2 separate regions of the Drosophila melanogaster genome follow, and region 2 is linked to region 1. Evidence: chromatin contacts called from public Hi-C data. All regions are on one chromosome and are shown on one strand. The core of a region is the stretch at or near the end of the contact, and the rest is flanking DNA. Distances in the headings are between cores, read along the strand shown.

Region 1 (5,221 bases), core at 1,046-3,545:
GGCCGAAAGGTGGTGGTGGCAGGGTGGGGTCGCACGGAGACAAATTTTACGTCCAATATCAAGCTGAAGGCTGAGTTGGATACGGTACCGACGTCCGAATGCAACCAAAGATACGCCACCCAAAGAAGGACTGTCACCACCAAACAGATGTGCGCCGGCGGAGTTGAGGGGGTTGATTCCTGTCGCGGGGACTCGGGTGGCCCCCTTCTGCTCGAGGACTACTCCAATGGAAACTCAAACTACTACATTGCTGGTGTGGTCTCCTACGGACCCACGCCCTGTGGCCTAAAAGGATGGCCCGGCGTGTACACAAGGGTTGAAGCGTATCTGAACTGGATAGAAAACAACGTTAGGGCTTAATCTTAAATGACGAAAATTAACATTCTTAGGGATTGATCGTAAATCGTGCAGATTACCATTGTAAAATGGGACATGCCACAGTAAATATCGATTTTTAATGAAAGGTAGATTTTACAATAAATTAAGTTATCTCGTGTAGATTCAACGGTAAAACGCGCAGAGTTCAACACTTCTTGATCTGGTGTACTGTACACTTATAATATAAAAACTCAATTCAAGTTTCTGGAGATTATTTTGGTTTCTACAATCAAATGACGGCGTGGGGGTTGCCGTTTATGATTTTGATAAGGTCTGCCAGTCAAAATCACTTGCCTTTAATTTCAAATCTAAATAAAATACCCATAGCAGTTGTTTTAAGATCGCAGCGAGGCCAGGCGGCTTTGCATCTCTTGCAGTTCCTCACCCTCCTCATCGTCCTGCTCAGCCTCGACGCGCGCAGCAGACGCAGACGCCTTGTCCGCCGGTGTAGCCTCTGGAGGCAGGGGAGCTTCCCCGAGCTTGCCATCTGTGATCTCCCACAAAACCTTGTCCACCTCCTTGCTTGCCTCCTCCTCCAGCTCCTCGGACTCCTCCAGCGAGTCCATGGTCTCGTCTAGCATCTCCTCAATAATGCCGGCCTTCATCATTTCCTTTGACATGTCGCGCATGATGCCTGCAAGCTCTGGATAGCGCACCAGGCTCTGCATAGCTTGCAAGACCTCTGTAGACTTTTGCAGAGATCCAGCTACACGCAAGGTGGCTGCAAGGAGGATTCGATAATCAGGTCGTATCAAACAAGCGAAGAGTTCACTCACATAGCTGATTTTTCATCTGCATCTGAATGGAGTTGAGGTGCGCCTTCGACGTATATATGCGGTTGATGGCCTTTCGCGCATTCACAATCTCCTTGGCAAGAATGACGCAGGTGTCGCGGTCATTTTTCTGTGCTGCCTGTTTCAGCGAGCGTTTTACTTTCTCTTCCTCGCGCTGGATACTTCGGATCTGGCGATCCAGCTGGTTGCCCTCTTTCCGTATCTTATGCGTCCACTCCTGCACCTAATGGGAATTTACATTTCAAAACAATATTCATAACGCACAATGGACAGATGGGGAAAGGTCTAATAAAATCAATCCAACTGGAATGACATCATTCCCAAAAAAATCACTGCCACGCCTCTGCGTCGTTACCTGCTCTTTGGGATCTTTACTGGGAGTTCTGCCGAATAAGCCCATGGCACTAACTGTTATGATAATTGTCTGGAATTGTTATTAAAATTCTTTTTTTGTTTAAACAAACAAGTGAGTCATTTTATTTTGATTCTGACAAACAAACACAGCGTTGCCAATATATATGACTTCTTGTTAGCATAGCCAATCATCGATAGATCGATATATTTAAAGAGTTTTTATTATTAAGTTTTAAAATTGCTTATAAGGACATTAACATTTAATCTACCGATTATTAAATAAATTTTATTATTTGCGTATGCTGGCTTAGAATACGTAATTGTTTTTCATTTTATCGATTTTATGAAAATATTTTTAAAATATTCCATATATAAAGCGAGACTGTATTGCGAAAAAATGCAATGCCAAATACCGATACTACATTTTTTAACGACTATTGTGGAATCAATTTTCATTTTTTCATTTTTATTTATAAATATTTTGCGATTGCCTAGGAACAACATATTTTATTTGCTTTTTATTGTAAATGCATATATGTTCTCAAATATCCTATTTTATATCCGTCGTAATACAATTAAATGTTTTAATACTTTTTTAAAATATTTTTTTAGTATAAATTAAATTCCACAATCGTTTTTCTGATGTGTTTTCTAAAACTAATTTTTTAATAATTTTTCAAAAGAATTCCCCGCATACGTAGCATAAAAACCATCGATATGGCAATGCTATTCTGTAAGAGCATTGTCAACCCAACAACCAGATGTGCGTCAGCTGATTGTACTTCTCTGTTATATCAGAGATAGGAACGTGAGTACGGAGATTCATTTTGCGGGAATTGGTGAATAAAAACCACGCGTGTTCCACTAAAGTGGACAACCATGCAAAACTGCAGGCGCTGCATCAGCCTAACGGGCCTTTTGCGGATGACACTCTACCTGCGTCCGTCCTTTTCAATTGATTTGTCCCTGCGCCGACTGCATCGTGCGGCCTTTTTATTTTCTCGAAAAAAACCGGAGACGAACTTGTCCACGTTGTTCAAGCCAGTACAGGTGCACGCTTATGTGGATTCAGAGGACGTAGGTTCCGAGCTGTCGGGCAAACTGGAAAAGGCTGAGCTGCTGAAGATTCTTAATAAGTTCACCCAACGTCGCGAAATCAAGTCACTATGCAACGAAAACGGACTGGACGGTACGTATGCACCTGTTTCCTATGGTCCCTCGTCTTACTTTGCATCCGTTACAAGACTACCTACAGCAACAGGCCTTTGGCTCATTCCGAAGATTTTGCATCGAGGCAGAAAACCTTCCAGTAGATCTGCACATAACCTTTAGCGATATAACACAGGGAGCGGGTCATATCGATGACATCTTCCCGTACTTCCTACGACACGCAAAGACAGTATTCCCGCACCTGGACTGCATGGACGACCTGAAAAAGATTTCCGACCTGAGGCAGCCTGCCAACTGGTATAGCAACGCTCGCGCCATCACCCGAAAGATTGTTTTTCATGCCGGACCCACAAACTCCGGTAAGACTTACCATGCCATGGAGAGATACCTGAGTGCGAAGACTGGGGTCTATTGCGGGCCACTAAAGCTTCTAGCCACTGAGGTGTACAACAAGGCCAATGAACGTGGCACTCCCTGCGATCTGGTCACAGGCGAGGAGCGCAAATTCGGCATCAGCGAAAGTTTGCCAGCCAATCACGTCGCGTGCACTGTGGAAATGACCTCGGTGAATACTCCATGTAAGCAAGTCCAGTTGTTTCCCTGCTTCGCTGAGTTATAATGTGCTGATTTTTCTGTTTCAGATGAGGTGGCTGTAATCGATGAAATACAACAGATCCGCGACCCCCAGCGGGGATGGGCTTGGACGCGTGCCTTCCTTGGACTGATCGCGGATGAAGTGCATGTTTGTGGTGAGCCAGGCGCATTGGACCTCCTGCAAAAAATTTGCGAAACCACTGGCGAAACTGTTGAAGTACGGCTGTACGATCGGCTTACGGAGCTGACTGTCGAAAATACCGCTTTAGGATCATTGGACAATATAGTTCCTGGCGACTGCATTGTGTGCTTCAGCAAACATGATATTTATACGGTTTCACGAGAAATCGAAGCACGGTCAGTTTTGTTAAGTCATTATTTTCAACTGATCCCTAAAACTATTTTTTTTAGAGGGAAGGAGGTAGCTGTGATATATGGGGGCCTACCCCCAGGTACCAAGCTAGCCCAGGCTGCTAAGTTTAATGATCCCGCCAATAGCTGCAAGGTAATGGTGGCGACTGACGCCATCGGTATGGGCTTGAACCTGTAAGTAAAATATTCTATATATGTGGCTTGCCAAAATATAATGCCCGCGAATGTACTTGCAGGAGCATTCGTCGAATCATATTTTACTCACTGATCAAGCCGTCGATGAATGAGCGAGGCGAGCGCGAAATCGACACAATATCGGTTTCGTCCGCACTTCAGATTGCGGGAAGAGCGGGCCGGTTCCGAACTCAGTGGGAGCACGGATATGTAACTGCCTTCAAGTCCGAGGATTTGCAAACCCTACAGCGGATATTGGCTCGGACACCTGAGCCGATAAAGCAGGCGGGCTTGCATCCTACGGCCGATCAGATTGAGCTTTACGCCTACCACCTGCCAAGCTCGTCTTTGAGCAACCTAATGGACATATTCGTGAATCTGTGCACTGTCGATGATTCTCTATACTTTATGTGCAACATTGAAGACTTTAAGTTCTTAGCCGAAATGATACAACATGTTGCTCTGCCTTTGCGGGCTCGCTATGTATTCTGCTGTGCACCTATTAATCGAAAGATGCCCTTTGTTTGCTCAATGTTCCTTAAGGTAGCACGGCAATACAGCCGCAACGAGCCTATTACCTTTGATTTTATAAAAAAAAACTGTGGCTGGCCATTCAAGCTACCCAAGACGATATTGGACCTGGTCCATCTTGAGGCCGTCTTTGACGTGATGGATCTGTATCTTTGGCTAAGGCAAGTCTCGCACAAGTGCGCTTCAGAAAAAATCTAATCAAACTTGTTTTGCAGCTATCGGTTCATGGATCTCTTCCCTGAAGCGGCCTACGTGCGAGATGCCCAGAAGGAACTGGACGAAATTATACAGCAGGGCGTTTTTCAAATAACTCGCTTGCTTAAAAATACCGAGGCGAGTCAGGACGGAGAAACATCAAACTATGCAATCCGCCGAATAACGCACGTGAAGGAGCCTCGTCTACCCAGCTTGTCGCGTGGCCGTCTCACCGAAAGGTTACTTGCACAGGGTCTTCTTACCCCAGGCATGCTTAGCGAGCTACGCAAGGAATGGGACGCCCAGCAACTTGGCAAATCCAATTCGCAATCTAATGAAAATTCGGAACCAGTGGTGAATAGTGACGACGAGGATAATTACTCAGGGATCGGGCGAAAGACAAGGAAAAAACGCAGAAAATGAACGTGCCAGCTCAGGATTAGTTAGAATACGAAATAAGTAGGTAAGAAATGGATTTTTATATAATATACTTTTATTTTAAGTGGCAATTAAGTTATATTAAAATTATTTAGTTGATAATTAACAATGGCAATTTAATTGTTTAAATTTAAAAGTTTTATTATGTTATCTCTGTCAGAAAAAGAAAATGAATTTGTTTTTTTTTTTTTTTTTGCAATTTATGGAGGGACGCAGAGTCT
Region 2 (5,221 bases), core at 1,082-3,581, 76 kb after region 1:
GCGAGAAGTAGATCGATACACCTCTCGCCAGCAAGCCGAGGTTGTCAATCTGACGCCGTGGTCGGCTTACGAATTTAGTGTTACTGCTGTAAACGATCTGGGAATCGGAACGCCCTCGGCCCCCTCGCCAATTTACAGCACCTATGAGGACAAACCATACATAGCCCCGAGGAACGTGGGTGGTGGAGGTGGAAAGATTGGCGACCTAACTATCACCTGGGATCCGCTTCTACCGCAAGAGCAGCATAGCCACGGCATACACTATAAAGTGTTTTGGAAGCTCAAGGGAGCCATTGAATGGGCATCTGACGAAATAAAAAAACAGGATCACATGGGCGTGGCTGTGGTTAATATTCCTCTTAATAACTACTATACGGAGTACGAAGTCAAAGTCCAAGCCATTAACAGTGTTGGCAAGGGACCGGAGAGTGAAATAGCTGTCATACACTCCGCTGAGGACATGCCACAGGTGGCTCCTCAAAAGCCCATTGCGCTCGCCTACAACTCCACATGCTTTAATGTCACTTGGCAACCTATAGACATGTCCCGTGAAAACATTCGTGGCAAACTCATTGGCCACAGGGTATGGTTACTGCACTTAATTCCATTGCATTGTCAAAAACCCTTATCTTTCACCAGTTGAAGTATTGGAAAACGACGCACCAGGAAGAAGACTCGGTATACTACCTGTCACGTACTACAAGGAATTGGGCGCTTATCGTAGGTCTACAACCAGATACTTACTACTTTGTTAAAGTCATGGCTTACAATGCTGCAGGTGAAGGACCTGAAAGCGAACGCTTTGAAGGTGTGTAACGAACAGTTTAAAAAACCATTTAAAGAAAATGCTTAAACACCATGCTTTTTAGAACGAACATATAGAAAGGCCCCGCAAAAGCCGCCATCTTCGGTTCACGTGTATGGAATAAACCCGTCTACCGTGCGGGTTGTTTGGAGATATGTTTCACCTTCGCAAGACGAGGAACCAGTAGAGGGTTATAAGGTACAACTCCCGGCACCGTGACCAAGAAAATCGATTACAGTTTGAAACTTTCTAGGTTCGCATTTGGGAATCGGACCAGAACATGATTACGGCCAACAATACCATAGTGCCAATCGGACAGAAACTGGAGTCGTACATCAACAATCTGACGCCAGGGAAGAGTTACAACATGCGAGTCCTCGCATACAGCAATGGAGGAGACGGTCGCATGTCCAGTCCAACTTTACACTTCCAGATGGGCAAGACCACGCGCAACGGCGCAAATACCCGACATGGCCACAATATCAATACGGCTCTTATCTTAAGCACATTGCTACTCATTAGCACCTTTCTTTACACAAGCCAATGAATGCAGCACAAATTAAGATCCATAACTTTAGGCAGTAAGAACATACATATACTAAGAAGTGACCTTATATTTGAGTAAGTGAAGTTATAAAAAGAACTACATTCCATCCGTGCTCTCTTGCAAGCCCCTTAATTGATACAAATGCAATTCCGTCCATTTTATAGACTTTTATCAAAAAATAATTTCTAAAATTTTATCAACAAAATAAATATGAATACCATTATATGGTCCAGTATGTTGCTGAACTAAAAATAACAATATCCCTATTTTTTTACTTGGAATAATGAATTATGAATTAATTATGAACGTGTGCCCCGGTTGGCCATATTTATGTCCCTTTTTGTTCACCTGGTAATACTACTCCTGCATTTTATACCCGATACTCGTGAAGTAAAAGGGTATACCAGACTAGTTAAAAAATATGTAGCAGGTAGAAGAGGTCTTGATCAGGATCGATCTGGCCATGTCCGTCCCTATGGACGTCGAGATCTCAGAAACTATCACAAATCAAAATTAATTATTGTCCAAAAATATCAAAAAGAACTAAGAACTAAGTGTTTATTTTTGGTTTTTCGATTATTTATTTTGCTGCTATTTCATCGCCCGCGTAAAACGGGCGGACATGGCTATATCGACTTGTCTGTTTTTACTGATTAAGAATATTTAATACTTATATATATGTATACGTAAATGTCTATTCGAATTTCCTTTCTACCAGGTACCCGGTATTCTTCTACAATTACAAACGAAAGCCATCTATCGGTGGGGTTACATTTATTGCTCACAACGCCGGAATATGTCATTAATGAAAAAAAAAGTTTGGTTTTTTCTTACTTTGCGTTAAAAATTAGTGCAGTATTGCAAATGGCTAGCTATTTTCCGCATACGGAAATACCACACAATACCAATCGGCTTCGGGAATCCCCCTAATATTACATGACGAATCTAATATGGTGCTGCGGTCCTCCTCGGTCACACTGAAATACTGCGAGCAGCGAGCAGTAGCTGTGGGCATTGGCAAAAACATAGAGAGAGAAGATAGATGCAAACATGGTTTTATAGCGGAAATCTCATACAATCGCACTGGACATCTGGGAACTTGAACCATCGACCTGCCACAGGCAAAGGCTTTCCCGTAAGGTTATCCTGGGTAGCTAAGGGAACACCATGGCGTATGGCTGGAACGGATGCGGAATGGGCGTGCAGGTGAACGGAAGCAACGGCGCCATAGGTTTATCCTCGAAGTATTCTCGCAACACGGAGCTGCGACGCGTTGAGGACAATGACATTTACCGGCTTGCCAAAATACTAGATGAGAACTCATGCTGGCGCAAATTGATGTCGATCATACCCAAGGGCATGGATGTGCAGGCCTGCAGCGGAGCCGGATGCTTGAATTTTCCGGCGGAAATCAAAAAGGGATTTAAGTACACTGCGCAGGACGTGTTCCAGATTGACGAGGCTGCAAACCGACTACCGCCGGACCAAAGCAAGTCGCAGATGATGATCGACGAGTGGAAGACCTCTGGCAAGCTCAACGAGCGGCCCACGGTTGGGGTATTGCTCCAACTTCTGGTGCAGGCAGAGCTCTTCAGTGCGGCAGACTTTGTGGCACTAGACTTCCTAAATGGCAAGTATGACTATGTTTGCCTTAAACTGACAAAACTAAAAAAAGTGTATCCACTGACTTCTCTAGAGTCCACCCCTGCCCGGCCTGTTGACGGTCCCGGTGCGCTCATAAGCCTTGAGCTGCTGGAAGAGGAAATGGAAGTGGACAACGAGGGGCTGAGCCTCAAATACCAGTCAAGCACTGCCACTCTTGGGGCAGACGCTCAAGGTAGCGTTGGCCTGAACCTGGACAACTTTGAAAAAGACATTGTGAGGCGGGACAAGAGTGTGCCCCAGCCGTCAGGAAACACCCCTCCCATAGCGCCACCTCGACGACAGCAAAGGAGTACTACTAACTCCAACTTTGCAACATTGACAGGCACCGGAACTACGTCGACGACCATCCCGAATGTGCCCAATCTGACAATTCTCAATCCCAGCGAACAAATTCAGGAGCCAGTGCTGCAGCCACGACCGATGAACATCCCCGATCTGTCTATACTCATTTCGAACTCTGGTGATTTGCGGGCAACTGTGTCGGACAACCCAAGCAACAGAACTAGCTCAACGGATCCGCCTAACATTCCGCGAATCACTCTTTTAATTGATAATTCTGGAGATGTAAACTCTCGACCAAATCACGCTCCAGCGAAAGCTTCAACGGCTACCACATCAACGGCGAGCTCAAACAACTTGCCAATGATAAGCGCCTTGAATATAAGTAAAGGCAGCAGGGAGACCTTGCGTCCTGAGAGCAGAAGCAGCTCCAGCAGCTTGAGCAAAGATGATGACGATGATAACGATGGTGAGGAGGATGGAGAGGAAGAGTACCCAGATGCCTTCTTGCCAAATCTGAGTAACTCAGAGCAGCAGAGCTCAAACAATGACTCCAGCCTGACAACGGTTACTGGCACCAGTGGTGATAACAGCTTTGAGCTAACCAACGACTCCAGCTCCACCTCAAACGACGATTACGCTTGCAACATTCCAGACTTGAGTGAGCTGCAGCAATAGATAAAAGCACCGACCATCGGCGGAGATGACATTCCGTTCGATAACTTATGCAACCCAGATGTATTCATTTGGCAGCTGGGTGTGGACCTTCTTATGTTATGCATGAGGTCCAACTAGAATCTAAGATTCAGTGCACGATTTGTTCATATCACGTCTGTAATCGTGACAGTACATGACAAGTACGGCAATATCAAATATTTCCGTTTCAAGAAAGCCATAACCCAATACCAAAATTTAACAAATTTTGTATACTTACGAAATACTCCTTCATTTTCTAGTATAAATTTCCTTAAACGCATAATGGGTTTCTGTGACAGTTTTGTCTTGGGACAAACTGCGATCTTATGACATTTTTCGTTATTAATTGATTGTTGCCTAAAATATTTCACAAGTACGATATAATGGCTAAATACAAATAAAATATTTTTGAAAACATTGTCTGTTTTTCTCGACGTTCATACTGATAATATACCACATGACCGCTTAAGTCAAAGCCTTTTTCAGGGCTGTAAGTTCAAGAGTTTAAGGCGACTGTTTTTTCTCGGTGAAAAAACTTTAGGTTTTTCAAATGAACGAATGCATTTTGTATGTAATTTTTGTACTATTTTATTTATGTGCACAGGTTAGTTTCGTTTAGTTACTAAATTAATACACTGTTGTCCGTTCCAAAATGTACACTTACCTTTCTCCTCGGATGACATGTCCATTGCCTTTTCCGTATAACTGCAAATTTTTGATTTTAATTGTTTTATTTTTGTTGTTCGAAACAGCAAACAGTATTACTCCACATTTGCTCTAATGCCCCGTGCCCGTGGCACGCAGAATAGTCGATCTTCAAACTGCTGACAATTAAAAATGTCTCGCACCTTGTTTTTATTTAAATTCTCATTTGCTATGGCGGGCGCGGTACGATATTGGTCCCGTGCTATCGCGTACCATTCATAATATCGATATCTTAAGAACAATAATCGGGAATTTGTTGGACACCTCTAGTGTTCGACGAAACCACTGAGCCAAACAAAATCCGAAATTATTCGCAACATGGACGAGTCGGAGCTGCTATTCAATCTGTTTTATATTCTGTTGTGCATGGTGATCATCTACCCGCCAGAGGAGTTCCAACGCCTGGGATTCACCATTGAACAGTTGTTCGCTCGGTTCCTGGGAGAAGAGTACCTGGACTTTGTAGGCTACCACCAGCGCCGTACTTCGCTGAATCTCTTCGTGCACTCCTGTCTGCCCTTCTC

What was found. Hi-C and Micro-C count contacts between places; a contact is called where the count stands out from the background.
Region 2: a contact with region 1 is called in a Hi-C map of the Kc167 cell line, with 6 times the contacts expected there. The contact joins the promoter of tub here to the promoter of Suv3 in region 1. A contact is called at or near these places in 22 of 107 Hi-C or Micro-C datasets (the Clone 8 cell line, the D17-c3 cell line, the Kc167 cell line and 10 more) and 2 of 6 datasets of contacts at active chromatin or transcription factors (both in the Kc167 cell line).

Annotation. Positions count from the first base shown.
Region 1 is chr3R:4,309,260-4,314,480 of dm6, forward strand. Suv3 (Suv3 helicase) reads left to right here and starts at 2,296. Exons shown (of 6, transcript NM_001316529.1): 1 at 2,296-2,715; 2 at 2,771-3,274; 3 at 3,338-3,647; 4 at 3,702-3,836; 5 at 3,899-4,528; 6 at 4,583-5,221. The coding sequence starts at 2,406. The coding sequence ends at 4,985. Vps24 (Vacuolar protein sorting 24) reads right to left here and starts at 1,688. Exons shown (of 3, transcript NM_001316528.1): 1 at 1,528-1,688; 2 at 1,155-1,395; 3 at 1-1,099. The coding sequence starts at 1,572. The coding sequence ends at 714. MP1 (Melanization Protease 1) reads left to right here. Exons shown (of 4, transcript NM_141193.4): 4 at 1-576. The coding sequence ends at 360. It overlaps Syt14 (Synaptotagmin 14), which reads right to left. Exons shown (of 5, transcript NM_001275321.1): 5 at 5,196-5,221. It also overlaps asRNA:CR46140.
Region 2 is chr3R:4,385,411-4,390,631 of dm6, forward strand. tub (tube) reads left to right here and starts at 2,332. Exons shown (of 2, transcript NM_001202235.2): 1 at 2,332-2,982; 2 at 3,049-4,403. The coding sequence starts at 2,520. The coding sequence ends at 3,974. It overlaps Cont (Contactin), which reads left to right. Exons shown (of 8, transcript NM_141204.4): 5 at 1-583; 6 at 640-808; 7 at 870-1,003; 8 at 1,059-1,608. The coding sequence ends at 1,352. It overlaps CG14646, which reads left to right and starts at 4,956. Exons shown (of 2, transcript NM_141205.3): 1 at 4,956-5,221. The coding sequence starts at 5,016.